Regions from separate parts of the Sus scrofa genome. Here all the other regions are linked to region 3. A link is a contact called in public Hi-C and promoter capture Hi-C data. All regions are on one chromosome and are shown on one strand. Each heading gives the region's core, a stretch centred on a gene start, on an enhancer-like site or on the middle of the called end of the contact. The rest is flanking DNA. Distances are from core to core; before and after follow the strand shown.

Region 1 (4,910 bases), core at 375-2,874, 1.3 Mb before region 3:
CCATTGAGATTCTTTTGCAATTTAGAATCAACCTTCTTTTCCAGGTACCTTGAGGGAGACATTTACAACAGTAAATTTCCCTTAGAAAAGAGTAACTTCTGGAGTTCCCTGGTGGCTCAGTGGGTTAAGGATTTGGTGTTATTGCTGTGGCTCAGGACATGGCTGTGGCTGGCCAGGAACTTCCAAGTTCCATACCCCTCCTCCCCCAAAGGGGTTAACTTTGACTCTATTTTCAGAGTCTCCAGAGCCTGCTCTTTCTCAGAAATAATCAGCTTAAAATAATCCTTATGCCAAAGAGGCATATTTTGGGGTAGCATATTCTGCAGCTTTTCAAAAAAAGTTTTCTATTTTTACATAGCAAAGCTTAACCAACCTGATTAACCCTCTTCAACCCCACCTGAAATTCTTTCCTTCCCTTTTATCCTCAGCACTATCCCAATTCTCCCTCTTTTTTTTTTTAGGGTCTGCATTCCTGGTATATGGAAATTCCCAGGCTAGGGGGTCCAGTCCGACTTGCAGCTGTGGGCTTAGGCCACAGCCAGCCGATATTCCGGGTCCTTAACCCATTGAGCAAGGCCAGGGATTGAACCCGCACCCTCACGGATACTAGTCGGGTTCTTAACCCGCTGAGCCACAACGAACTCCCCTCTCTTTTTCTACCTCTTTGCTCCTCTAAGCCTTCAGGACCCACAGTCCTGTCCTCTTTTTCTCCATTCCACTCTACAGTGAAGCCCGAAGTGTTTTTCCTCTGAAGTTAAACTTTTCTTATTTACATGGTTCCCCCAAATTCAATTCTTAAAAAAAAAAAAAAAAAAAAAAAAACCCAAATATTTAAGTGCCTTGCTTCTAAGCACATTTGTCTGGGGGAAAAAAATTGTTAAAAACCCTCCTCAATCCCTTATCACTGGATTTTCCCTTCCCTACTTTAACTGTTTCCACTCCAAACAGCTACTGATCTAAAACGCACTCGGCGGGGTGCAAGAGGACCTGGGAGCCGCGGGCGGCTCTGAACGGGGTCTCCAGGGCCCGGGCCCACACCTCCCGCCACCAGGAGGACCAGGACGCTTCCGGCCGTGCCTGAGCCCCGCGACTTCCTGGGGACCCTGGATGGGCCGGGCGGAAGGTCGACCTCCGGAGGGCCCGGGCGAGAGGAAGACCTGGGCGCCGCCCGCTCTCGCAGATCCCGGAGCCGGCTTCGCAGGGCCGGCGGAGTGACCAGCGGCCGCGCGACCGACTGCCACGAAGCGACTGCCACGTCAGGGTAACTTCACAAAACCCAGGCGAGGGCGGGTGACGCAGGACGGGCGGCCGCGGCGGGGGTGGGCCCGCGGCCAGGCGAGTAGGCTGACCTCCAGCCCGCGCCCGGCTTCAGCGACACCCGGGCCGGCGCTGGCGCCCGCCCGACCCTCAGGGAGGCGGGGGAGCAGCGGAGGAGGCGGAGCCCGCGCCCCGCCCGCGCCCTCCTACCCCGGCCGCAGTCCCCGCCAGGGCTGGGCGGCATCCGCGGAGGCTCCTCGGCCAGGCCGGGTCTGCTGGAGCCGCGCTGACACCCCGGCGGCGGCGGCGCGCAGAGGCAGCGGCGGGCGGCAGGCTGGGAGACCGGAGCCGGGCCAGCGACCTGCCATGGAGACTCGCTACAACCTGAAGAGCCCAGGTGAGCGGAGCTGCGGGCGGGTTGCGGCGCCGCACGGGGCGGGAGGGAGGAGTGACCGGGATCCCGGGCCCCGCGCCGCGGTCTCGTCCGGTCAGCCGCCGCTCGCGGCTCAGCTCCGGGTTTCGCGCTCTACGCGAGGCCGCCGCCTGCCGGGGTGGTGCAGGCCGCGGAGCCAGGCGATCGGGCGGGCATCGGCTGCGAAACCTGCGGACTGCCCGCCGCACCCCGACTGCCCTTCCCTCCATTTCGTTGCGTAGAGCTGGGTTATCCGTTCGGCGCTGAGAACAGGTGTAAAGGTGATGTCTGGGGTAATAGTTAACAGCCTCTTGCCCTACCTGCGCCCGGGACACCGCCTTTAGCCCTTCTTCGTCGCCGCCACCGGACTTTTATTAGCTGTTTGATTCACTCTCCTTTGAGGATTTAGTTTAAATGTTCTGTTTGCAGGATTTGGGGTGAATAGAATGAAGGAAGTGTTCTGGACCAAACCAGTTAACCAAAAAGCTAAGAAAACTAGTAGAGCTAACCATGATTTTTGCCATCCTGACGAGTATGATATATGTCCATATTCAGACATAAAAACTTCCTTTCCTGTATTTAATGCCCCTGTGTCACTCACGGAAGCAGCCAAACAATTCCAGCCTCCACTTCTTTACTAGTGTATTATAAAGATGCACGAAAAGTAACCAGCTCTCTCAGATTAAGACAGGCTTGGAACAAATCTTTGGATTCTATAAAATGGTATTTATTCTTTCCGTACCTTGATAAATGTGTTAGGAGGAGAAACTCTACACTTCAGTTGTAAGTGATAATCCTAGAACATTAGAGATGGTTTGACCAACTCTTGCTGCTCACTTTTTTCCCCTTCCAAAGAAGCAGCTTAGTAAGAATCAGCAAGATTAGCGTGCCCCTGGAAAGAGTATTTTGAGTCCTTGATTTTTTAAAAATATCTTAAAAACATGCAAAGCCTCCAGAAAAGCCGGAGAATACTGGCTGAATAGAGCTTTGTTAACCTGAGTGCTGTCAGACTAAGAAACGTTCTTAGGTAACCAAGTGTTGTAGAATAGGTCATAACATTTTTGGGGGCGGGGCATAGACACATTTAAAAATCTGGCGAAGGCTATTTATAGATTCACTTTCTGTGAATTCATGACCCCTGCCCCCAGCCCATCTCTTAAGAACACCAGAAAAAAGAGGCAGAGGTGGATCAAAGAGAAAGAGGGAAAGAAAAGTTTAATTTTAAGGTTAGGTGTTAGAATGATTCAACTGTTAGGATTGTGCTAGGTTTTTTTTTTGTCTTTTTGTTGTTGTTGCTATTTCTTGGGCCGCTCCCGCGGCATATGGAGGTTCCCAGGCTAGGGGTTGAATCGGAGCTGTAGCCACCGGCCTACGCCAGAGCCACAGCAACTCGGGATCCGAGCCGCGTCTGCAACCTACACCACAGCTCACGGCAATGCCGGATCGTTAACCCACTGAGCAAGGGCAGGGACCGAACCCGCAACCTCATGGTTCCTAGTCGGATTCGTTAACCACTGCGCCACGACGGGAACTCCATGTGCTAGGTTTTAATAAAAATATACGGTATAAAAAAGTAGGGTGGCTGCTTGGTCACATGTACCAAGTTCTATAAGACAGCTGAGTTAGTTAGGGGAATATCCAGAAAATAATGAAAATGTGAGTAATAGTGCAGTTTGGAATGGAGGATTGGTGAGTCCCAAGATTGTTGTCAGAGGACATTGCTCAGTTTTGATGTTGCCGTGCTTGAGATTGTGATAAGCATTTACAGTTCTTCAGAATGTTGTACATTTCCAGACTATATGACCTGTTGTCAGCTGGCTGAGCTTTGGTAGACATGCTTCTAGCTGTGTAATAAATTGCTTCCTGTTTTGGGTTTCATTTCCTCAAAGGTAGTGTTGCTTTTCTAAAAAAGAATTTTTTTTAACCTTTTTCTGTTACTGCGCAGATCATTTGGAGTTCATGGAGAAGGTGAATTAGATGAAATACGGGACTTATTGAAGGTGCTGAGAGGCAAAGTGAAAATGCTTCCTTCTTATGTTTTATTTGCAGTCTTACTGTGTTTTCAGGGTAATGCACGTGTGAAAGGATGTGGTTAAAAACACTGCACAATGTGAATGATATAATAACCATTTTCCTCTCTGATGTGGAGTTGTTTTTATGATTTTTCTGGAATGGTCCTTGCTTGTGGGCAGAGCTGTGTGTGGGGCCACTCCATAAGTGTTTGACTAGCCTATTGGTAGTTGCCTCTAGATAAAGCTCCCTGATCTCTTTTTGGGTCTATTCTGGCCAAGGTAGTAGGTACAAAGTGGGGAGGTGGATGTGTAAAGAACCTCCTCTGGCGGGATTCTTTCCAAGGAGCCTCTGGGCACATTCAGCAAGTGATTAGCGCGTAAGAGATTGGTGCACACAGATTCTACCATCATTAGAAAGCTAAGAGCTAACTCTCCATGCCCAAGGTGTGGACTGCCCTTAACACTAATCATTCTCAAGCTTTAATGTCCAATTCAGATCCTTTCCCCAGCTCCCAGGCTGTAGATAACATGGATCTTAAGGATGGTGATTTAACATGTTGACCCAAATTTCTTACAGACCAAAAAAAGAAAAACTCTACAAGGTATAAAAAACAAGCCCTAAACTAATCAGTTTTCTCTCCCCACTCAACTTGCACCTCACCGTAACCTTCCTTATCCTGAGGATTGACAGGAATGCCTGGGAGTCATCGATGATCTCTTGGTCTACTCCGTTCCTCCTCCCTCTACCCTGAAACACACACAAATGCATGCATTTTCGCACAGGTGCCAAGACACACAGTCACACACACATTTCACCAGTTGTTATCATTACCAGATCAATGAAAACAAAACAAAAACTGATTAAATCACTCCTCAAATTGAAAAAAATCTCAGTAGCTTCCTGATAGCTGTGGATAAAGTTCAAAGTAAACTGTTTAGCTTGGTGTGCAGGGCTTGCCTCCCTCACCAGCCTCATCCCCTACCACGCCTTTGCTCCTTTGCATTTTCACCATCTATGCATTTTGCCTTAGTGCCTCTCCAGATGAAGCAGCTCTTCTCACCTGCATGCCTTGGTCCCTGTTGGAGCTTCTGCTTGGAATGCCTTCCCTTTCATCCATTTGAAATTCCTATGGATTCTTCAAGCTACTTTAAGGTTCAACCTTGCCTGGCTTTCCTAAGCAGACTAAGGTGGTCTCTATACAAGTACATACTTGGTCTGTATTTGTGTT
Region 2 (4,251 bases), core at 715-3,214, 1.1 Mb before region 3:
AACAAGTACAAAAACTCCCTTTTAGATTATCACAAATATTTCAGAAAAACCCTGGAACTGAAAGGAACCTATAATAATTTAAGGAATCACCGTGGATAAGTTTAGTTTTTTCTAAGATCGCAACTAGATAAGCTGCAAATCTCAGAACGATATTCCTTCAACCACTGTCAGTAACTTATTTTCACTATTATGAAAGTTTTAATTTAAAGGTTACTTCAAGTCATTTCAGCGATTTCTTACCGTAAATTATAATCAATTTTATTCTAGTCTAATAGCAAGTGGGCAGTACAACGTCCGTTCAACTGGTAACTTTTCTTTCGAAAAGTTCATCGTTCTGGACACAGGTAATAAAACTACCTTCCACTGAAAAAATCCCAGTACAGTACACAGTGGAATGGTTAAATAAATTCCGCTCATCTGATAGGCTAGCACACAGAACTGATCGCTTCAAAGAGGGAACAACTCTGCCGTCGCACCTGCCAACTTTCAAAGTTGAAAAGTACAGCCAAGTAGGTCGGCCCGACGAGGAGCAGCGCCACCCATGGGGCACCTCACAACTCTGCATAAGACCAACCGGGGGCGGGCGGCCCCCAAGGAGCCCCACGCCGGGAGGGTCTACGCGCGTCCCCCCTCGCCTTGGCAATACCATCTGTCGGGAAGCCGCTGGCAGGCCCACACCCCTCACCCGCTCGCCTCCTTCATGAGCGCCGGAGCGCTCCGCACGTAGCGCGCGCTGACGTCAGCCTCCCGCGGGCCGTCTCGCTCCCCCTCGCGCCCCGAACGCCGAAACCCCCTGGAACGCCGCCAGCTTTCTAAATCCGGGCTGTTGCCGGGGCGCAGCGGCTCTTGTCATTGGCCGGCTCCTCGCAGCCAATCAGCAGCGCCAGCGCAGGCCTCCCCCTCCCCCTTCTCCCCCCCAGCAAGAACAGAGCGGGCGTCACGGAAACTTCCCTCCCGAGTAAACAGCCGCCCTCGCCCCTCACCCCGGCCCCTCCTTCCCGGCCACTCAGCGCAGGGCCCCAAGCCTCCGGTCCCGGGTCCGGCCGTCTTGGGGCCGGAGTGCCAACGGTCCCCACGTTCCCCTCGCGGCCCTCACCTCTCTTCTGAACGAGGGCTGGCCGGGCGCCGCGGGCGGCCGCGGGCCAAGGAAAAGGCTCGCTTCTTCAGTTCGGGTTGCGGTTGCAGGAGCCGAGGCCCAGGCGGCGGCCTGGTCCGGGACTTGCTGCTCTCCACTGTGGCCCGTCGCGGGGCTCCGCACGCCTTCCAGGCTCGGCCGGTGCTGCTGGTACTGGTGGAAGCGGCTGGGAAGCTGCCCCGACGGGCTGGCCCGCACCTTCTTCTTTCGCCGCTTCTTTGGTGCTGCGCGAGGGGTGCCCCCCGTTGAGGCGAGGCTGCAGTTGGGCAGAGGCGCTGGGGCGCGAGGCTGAGGGGTCAGACAGGGACCGTCTCCCCCTAAAAAGTGAGGGAGAAAGAGGGTGGGGGGCAGCGCCCTGGGGTCCGGGATCCGGGGTAAAGGCGGCGGAGCCGTGCTCACCATCGGGAGGGCCCCAAAGTAACCGCGGGCGGAAAAGCCCATGGGCGCCAGGCGGCTGCCCAGAACAAGCGGCTCCCGCTGGGGGACAGAAACGACGGTCATAGCGGCTCAGCAGGAGTAGAAGAAGGAAGTGCGGCCAGAGATCACAGGGCGGCGAAGGCTGCTGCTAGGTAAGCCTGTGAGAAGCGCGGACCATGGTTCGGGCGGTGGCGGCGCAGCAACAAATACCCTCAGCCTCCGCTCGGAGTGTTGTTATCAGAAACTCCGCCCTGTGCCCGCCCACCTCCCTGTGAGAGCCCAATAAGAATGCGACCTGGAAGGCCACGCCCCTCCGGCTCCTCCTCCACCGCCTCCGAGAGACACACACAAACAACCCTCTTGCTGCAGCCGGGCACAAAGAGCGAGCACTGCGCAGGCGCTGCCAACGGGCTCTTTCGGGAAGAGTCGGTCCCGCGAACAATGAAGTTCCGTTTCAGCCGCACCTGCCCCACCTCCCCGCTCTTCTCGTTTCTCACCTCCCCGCCTCTCCCTGAAGGCTTTGGTCAGACTACTAGAGCTCGGCTAAATCTAGGGGTGGGGTTGGGATAGGGGCGGGAGGCAGGGAGTGAAAAAATCCGGTAGAGTCAGGCCAGTGGGTGCCTCCTCGGCCACTGACCTTGGGGAAGTAGTATTTTCAAGCCGAATGTAACAGCATTATTACCATTGGCTTTTTTTTTTTTTTTTTTAACATTTCAAAGTACATTGCAGGAGTTCATTCTTTGTAGTCGGAAAGAAAAGCAGTCCACGTTTAAATTACATTTGATGAAGTGTGGCTCACTTTTTTTTTTTTAAATCGGGTGAGAAACGCTGCTCAATAGCTGTGGTAGTTGGAGTAAGAAGGGAGTGACTTACTCATTGAAATTGGACGCTTAATGTATAGTAAGTTCTGTATAAATCCATGGGACTTTGGGACAGCAAAAAAGTGCCTAATACTGAGGAGGAAGCAGAGGAAGAGGCTTGTGTCTCAAAGGAAGAAAGTGAAACAGCTCTGCAACATTGCAGTATGCTTTGCTAGCTCTTGTGTTGATGAGAATCCCACTCTCATCATCTCCCCGCACTGTGTTCAGACACAAAAAGAACTGTGGCTATTTATCAAGCCCTTATGTGCTACCAACTGTTCTTTACTTAAATTACCTCATTTGAATCTCAAAACTAACTCTAAGGAATAGGTACTGTATATTTTATCACCAGTTTACAGGAGAGAAAACAGGTTTAGAGAAGCAAAAGTTTTACTTGCCAGAAGTCGTACAGTAAGCTAATAGCGGAGTCAACTCCAATCCAGGTCTGGCAACACTAACGTGGTTTTGTTTGCTTGTTTTTGCTTCTTAGGGCCCCACCTGTGGCATACAAGAAGTTCCCAGGTTAGTAGTAGTCAGAGCTACAGCTGCAGGCCCACACCACAGCCACAGCAATATTGGATCTCAGCGGCATCTGTGACCTACACCACAGATAATGGGCAGAGCTGGATCCTTAACCCATTGTGCGAGGTCAGGGATCAAACATGCATCCTCATGGATACTAGTTGGGTTTGTAACCCAATGAACCACAGCGGAAACTCCCTGGAAAGACTAGCTTTAACATCATCTGTACTACCTACCACACTAGATTGTGGGTTTTTAGAACACAGGATACTATTAAACTTCTCTGTATCCTACCAGCCTTTTTTTTCAGCTTTATAGTGCTTGGTAAGTGTTTTATGATTGATAATAGAGTTGGCTAGAGGGACTGTCCAGAACAACACTTCCCAATGACTTTATATAAACTTTTTTGTTTGTTTGTTTTTTTGTCATTTCTAGGGCCGCTCCCTTGGCATATGGAGGTTCCCAGGCTATGGGTCTAATCCGAGCTGTAGCCGCTGGCCTACAGCAGAGCCACAGCAACGCCAGATCCGAGCCGAATCTGCGACCTACACCATAGCTCACGGCAATGCTGGATCCTTAACCCTCAACCTCATGGTTCCTAGTCGGATTCGTTAACCACTGAGCCACGACAGGAACTCCTTTTTTATTTTATTTTTTATATAAACTTTTAATACTACATTCCATCATTATTGATTGCTGGACTTGATCATTTTGCTAGATTTTACTCTTTTTTTTGGTTTGTTTCCAACACTTAATAATTCATAGTAAATGCTTGTGATTGGTGGATTAATGGGAATCATATACTTTCGGTGCTGTTAAAGATCTTAGAGAGACTTTAACTGAAAATCGTCAGGTCTGTAAATTGATGCTGTGAGGAGAATGGCTTGGCAAGAGTGGTGGAGAAGGGCAGGCAAAAATTATGGAACCTCTGGAATGAGGTCATTTGTTCTTTTGTTTTTGTAAGAGTTACTGCTTTCTCAAAAAATGTTTTCATCTGTTATTTTATTCTTACTCCAATCCTTTAAAATAAGATAGAGATGTATAAATGATATAAAAAAAGCCTCTAAAATAAAGTAATCTGCCTAAGGGTCACACAATGAGTTAGGGACTAAATCACAAACACCTAATGCAGTGCTTTTTTAAAACCTTATCCCAAGCCCTAAGATCTGGCTTTACTTGGCGGCACTATCAACTGTCCTGAAGAATAATTTACCCATCAGGGGGCTGCTAATTTGTAGTCAGTTCAGGGGGGCCCTTGATCAAGGACATCTATTATTATCTGTGTGTGTTTTTTGAGTGTTGGAGTTATTGTGCAGT
Region 3 (4,752 bases), core at 1,331-3,830:
ACGTCATATACAACTCTCTCCTCCTTTTCTAGGCAATTCAGTGTAACTATAATAACCACCACCCCCTTTATTAGTTTCCTAGGGCTGCTGTAGCAGAGTGCTACAAACTGGGTGGCTTAACCAAGAGAAATGTATTGTCTCATAGTCTGGAGACTAGAATGTCTGAGATCAAGACATCAGCAGTGTTGGTTCCTTCTGTGGACTGTGAAGAGGGCTCTGTTCCATGCCTCTCCTCTGGCTTCTGCAGGTTCACTGGCAGTCTGTCTTTCTTTGGCTTGCTGATGCATCGCCTAGATTTCTGCCTTCATGTCCACATGGTGTTCTGCCCTTCTGTGTTCAAATTTCCCCTTTTTATGAGGATACTGGTCATTTTGGATTAGGGGGTCACCCTACTCCAAGAGGACTTCTTCTTAACTAATTACATCTGAAATATCTCTATTTCCAAATATGGTCACATTCTAAGATACGTGGGATTAGGACTTCAACATACAAATTTTGAGGATACCATTCAACTTATAACATTCCTTTTCCAATGTAACTTCCATAATTTAAGGTTAAATCTTAATTTCAAAATATACTTACCAGGAACATAAATGCTTTGTTTCTTATTTTCCATGGGTTAACCTATCTTTTCATACTTACTTACATAAAATAGGTATCGTCTGTTATTTTCACAATATCATAGATTTCATGGAGTGTTTAGAATTTAGTACAAATTTACCTATTAGGTATCACTGTTAAGCTGCTGTTTCATTAAATGCTGATCTTTTGCCAAAGATATTTTCGAAATAGTATATGTTAAAATCATCACAGTTGTTGACAGTGTGATCGGCACTGCTGATCTGAGGAGTTGAGCAGTTCTATAAAAGAAGAATAAATATATTAAACTACAGTCCAAAAGTAGTACAAAGAATAATAGACAAAATTATACAAAATATCTTTATCTGAATAAATGACAGGATAAAAAAGCATTGAAAGCCAGTATTTGATACTTATGATCATTTGATAATATAGCATTCACGTAGATAACTAGTTTTGTATTGGATTGGTGATAGCTTCCATAGGCAAAGGACTGATGACAGTTTTTCACATAAATCATTTTATAATTAATGCTTTATTTGATTTCTATTTTAGGTACCTGATTAGAAATATAACTTCTAGGAAATTTTTTTTTTCTTCTTACAAAATGGGTCCCAAATGGGTCTACTCCCTAGACATTTCATTGTCTTTTAATTTTTACCATTCGTTAAGATATACACCAGTATTCAACAGAGACAGTACAATTTCTGATGTCACTAGCTTTTTATCCAAGGCAAAACAATTTACATCTGCGTGTCGTTCAAACCCTTTTCATTTAAAGGGTAAAGCGGAATTTAATAAGTGGATGCAAGCAGCTACCTGGGAAGGGCAAAGCATCGAGTACAATCAAGGTTCCCGTAACCTGATACTATTACTGTTGTTCTCTTGCAGTCCTAAATAGGTTCCATAATCTTATTATTTCCTAGCCCCTCCATGTGACAGGTTGTGTCTTGGCCACTCTTATTATCAAAACTAATCTGTCTTGAGTTGTTAGGTGGGATTAGCTTTCTCTTTCTCGGTTGTTCAATCACTGTAGGAGCGGTACCAGGACAACTATGTCCTGAAATTTAAAGGTGGTTTTGTTGTTGCTGTTGTTGTTGTTGTTTTTAAAGCCTGCTTTCCCCACTGGTTGGCTTTCCTTTTTTCCCACTCTCTCTGAGCCTTTTCTTTTTTTCTCTTTCGCTCAGTTCCTTTTACATTCAAGCTGTGTAGGGGGATTTAAATTCCGATCCGGAACTCGGAATCGTGCGCCTTGAATGACGGGAGTCGTAGTTTCCGTGACTCCTCCCTAACCGCTTCTCACGCCGATTCTTCCGTAGAGTGAAAAACTACAAATCCCAGAATGCACATTTGGGTCGCCCACCCTCTATGCGCACGCGCCTTGAGGCCGCAGGATTTGAATCGGCGGCGTTGTTATTGACGCCATATTGGGGCCGGCGGCGGGTGGAAGAGTCGTACAGTGGAGGGGTTAGCGGCTGGACGTGTTCGCCTGAGCTCCTGCCGCCGCCGCCACCTCACAATCCTGCCGCATCGACCGCCGCTCTCTAGCTTCTGACCCTGTCTCGACGGGGGGCGGGGGTCTTAGGAGCCGTGTCCCAGCCTCACACCTCACGGGGCTGGTATCGACTTCTGAAGGAACCGGTCTCAGCGCAGGAGCGCCTCGGGCGCGGCGCAAAGCCCGAACGGACGGCGGGGGCGGCTGGAGCCTCTCCCGGGGGAGCCGCGCCTGAGGAGGCGGAAGAGCCCCCCTGACGCGGCCGGCGTGAGCTGCTGCCACCGCCCCTCCCGTTCTCGCCCCGGCCGGCCTGGGCCACTGCCCCTGCCGCTGAGGCGGCGGCGGCGGCGGCTCTGCTCCCCTCGTCGGCGCTCCGCCATCCGCCTCTCCGCTCTAGAGCCGGTCGGTTAGGCTCTTCGGGGCCTCGCTCTCCCCCCTTCCCTTGCCCTCCCCTCCCGTACCCCTCCTCTACCCCACCCAAGCCCGGCTCCCCGGCGGCCCGGCCATGGCGTGCGGAGCTACTCTGAAAAGGACTCTGGATTTCGACCCGCTGCTGAGCCCAGCGTCCCCAAAGCGGAGGCGATGTGCGCCATTGTCGGCGCCCACCTCGGCTGCCGCCTCCCCGTCGTCGGCGGCCGCGGCCACAGCCGCCTCCTTTTCGGCCGCCGCCGCCTCGCCGCAGAAGTATCTCCGAATGGAGCCGTCTCCCTTCGGCGACGTCTCCTCCCGCCTCACCACAGGTGGGACTCGGCTCTGCGGCCGCCGGTTCGGGGGGTGGGGTGCGGGGGAGAAGAGAGGACAGGGTCCTGGGGCGCGGGATGCGGCCACGAGGCTGGGGGTGCTGGACTGCTCCCCGTTCTTAGCAGAGTCCTCGGGCGACCACGTTTCTTTTAATCTCCTCCGGTCTTAGAGACACAATAGAAACGGCCTGATGTCAAGGGGGGGAGGTCAGGGTGGGGGTGGGTAGGGGCCATTCCTTGTCGGGTATTGTGGGGAAGAGGAAGATCTTTTTCTTGGGTCTGAATGACTGGAATCGAACGTTTCCGTAGTCTGGAGAGCCCCAGCGGAAATGATCAGAGAGGGTGCTACACGGAAATACAGGCAGGAGAAGGGTCACACATTTCGCCCCAATCTCAATGGCTGTCTTCCTGAATCGATTGGTTGCACCTATTAACTCTGGGACTGGGTGGTTTGAGGAGAGGCAGCAGCCCCTCCTCCGGTTCAGACATGGCTGATTTTAGTACCGAGGGGGTGGGGGGTGGGGAGGAATGTCACTGGGGCGAGATCTAGGCCTGTCATTAATCACCCACAAGAACGCCACTTTGGCTGAGTCAAGACCTGTTTCCCTAGCAGGGTCAACAACAAAGAAAATGCTCTTCCCGAGTACTGTAATATGATCAAACTATACGTCTAGACCTTGAGAAACTTGAACTTTTAATGAAAAGCAAATTGTATTGAAAATCGGGGTTGAGTAGGTGCTTTTAGTTGGAAGTGCTTTATTTCTGCCCAGAAGAGTAGTTGGAAGAAAAAAACCTAGGCCTTGAGACTAGTAAAGAAATAAACTCAAGATTCCGAGGGACTTAAGACTATTTTTGCTTTTCATCTTGAAGCATTTCCTGAAAGTGACCACGGGGAAATACCTCTTGGCTGCTTTGTACTGCATGTGTATGTCCAGTTTTTTCTGTACTTTGAAAATCCTCATGCGCCCCTGGCACACAAGGGATAGGATAGCTTTTGTGGACTGGTAGTGTAAATGTTTCCTTTGTGTGTAGCACGCAAAGGTTTCATGTGTGAGCCTTTGGTAATAATATGATCTGTAGACAAAGCCTTTTCATAGCTTGATTTACTTGTTTCTTTTTGGTTGGCTTAAAAAAATCTTCAGTATTTACCTCTGTTTGGTAACTTCCATTTGGAATTGACTTAGTTTTGTTTTTTCAGGTCAGATTTTAAAATATCCTTCCTCAAATGCCTAGGGTATTTTTTTTTTTTTTAAACTATTGAAACAGTGTCAAGAATGAGCTCCTGATGATTAACGTTATTTTTAGAGTTTGTCTTTTTAGTGAAATGGTATCATTGAAAATTGAAATGATACGGTGGAATCTTAACTAAAAGGCCACTTAAAAATAGCTCTAGCTAACCAGCAGTGAATTTCATTTGAGGGGAGTCAATTAATATAGTGTTAGGTTTGAGAGTTAAAAGTATATCTCAGTGCTAAAATAGTCTTGTGCATATAAGGTAAGTCAGCTAGGGGCAATATTGGTCTTCACTTTAAAGGGAATTAATTCACAATTTTGTGAGCCTTTGCAAATTTGTCTTCACTGATAGATTTGTAGTGTTGGCTGATACACTTGGCTCTGCAGTATCGTACATTAAGTGGACTAAATATAAATAGTAAAGTAACTGGAATTACTGGAATTGTTTAAGCTTGCTGATTCAGATTCACATTTTCCAAAATATTGTTATGTCTTCTGTTCTTCAAAAAAGAAGTTTTTTGACATCTACTCGAAGTTTGGTCGTATCCTGAACTCTCAAATCACATCCTGATTGATTTTTTTGAGACTAAGAAAAAAAATTTTTAGTTATTTCAACTGATTTGAACATTAACATGAAAAGTTGAGAAAAGCGGTTAAAATTGCTAAGGTTGCGGATTTGCTTTTTAAACTAATTTTGAATGACAT

The links. Promoter capture Hi-C pulls out the DNA fragments that hold promoters and counts their contacts. A called contact is a pair of places that touch in the nucleus more often than the background predicts.
Region 1: a Hi-C map of liver shows a contact between it and region 3, with 6 times the contacts expected there. The contact joins the promoter of UBE2J1 here to the promoter of AKIRIN2 in region 3. A contact is called at or near these places in 1 of 47 Hi-C or Micro-C datasets (liver) and 1 of 2 datasets of contacts at active chromatin or transcription factors (alveolar macrophages).
Region 2: a promoter capture Hi-C map of fetal liver shows a contact between it and region 3, with 4 times the contacts expected there. The contact joins the promoter of PNRC1 here to the promoter of AKIRIN2 in region 3. A contact is called at or near these places in 2 of 5 promoter capture datasets (fetal liver and liver) and 2 of 2 datasets of contacts at active chromatin or transcription factors (alveolar macrophages and skeletal muscle).

What each region holds. Positions count from the first base shown.
Region 1 is chr1:57,360,977-57,365,886 of Sscrofa11.1, reverse strand. It overlaps UBE2J1 (ubiquitin conjugating enzyme E2 J1), which reads left to right and starts at 1,624. Exons shown (of 8, transcript NM_001077219.1): 1 at 1,624-1,654. The coding sequence starts at 1,624.
Region 2 is chr1:57,125,813-57,130,063 of Sscrofa11.1, reverse strand. PNRC1 (proline-rich nuclear receptor coactivator 1) reads right to left here and starts at 1,964. Exons shown (of 2, transcript XM_021089951.1): 1 at 1,097-1,964. The coding sequence starts at 1,636.
Region 3 is chr1:56,067,410-56,072,161 of Sscrofa11.1, reverse strand. It overlaps AKIRIN2 (akirin 2), which reads left to right and starts at 2,580. Exons shown (of 5, transcript NM_001278752.1): 1 at 2,580-2,814. The coding sequence starts at 2,580.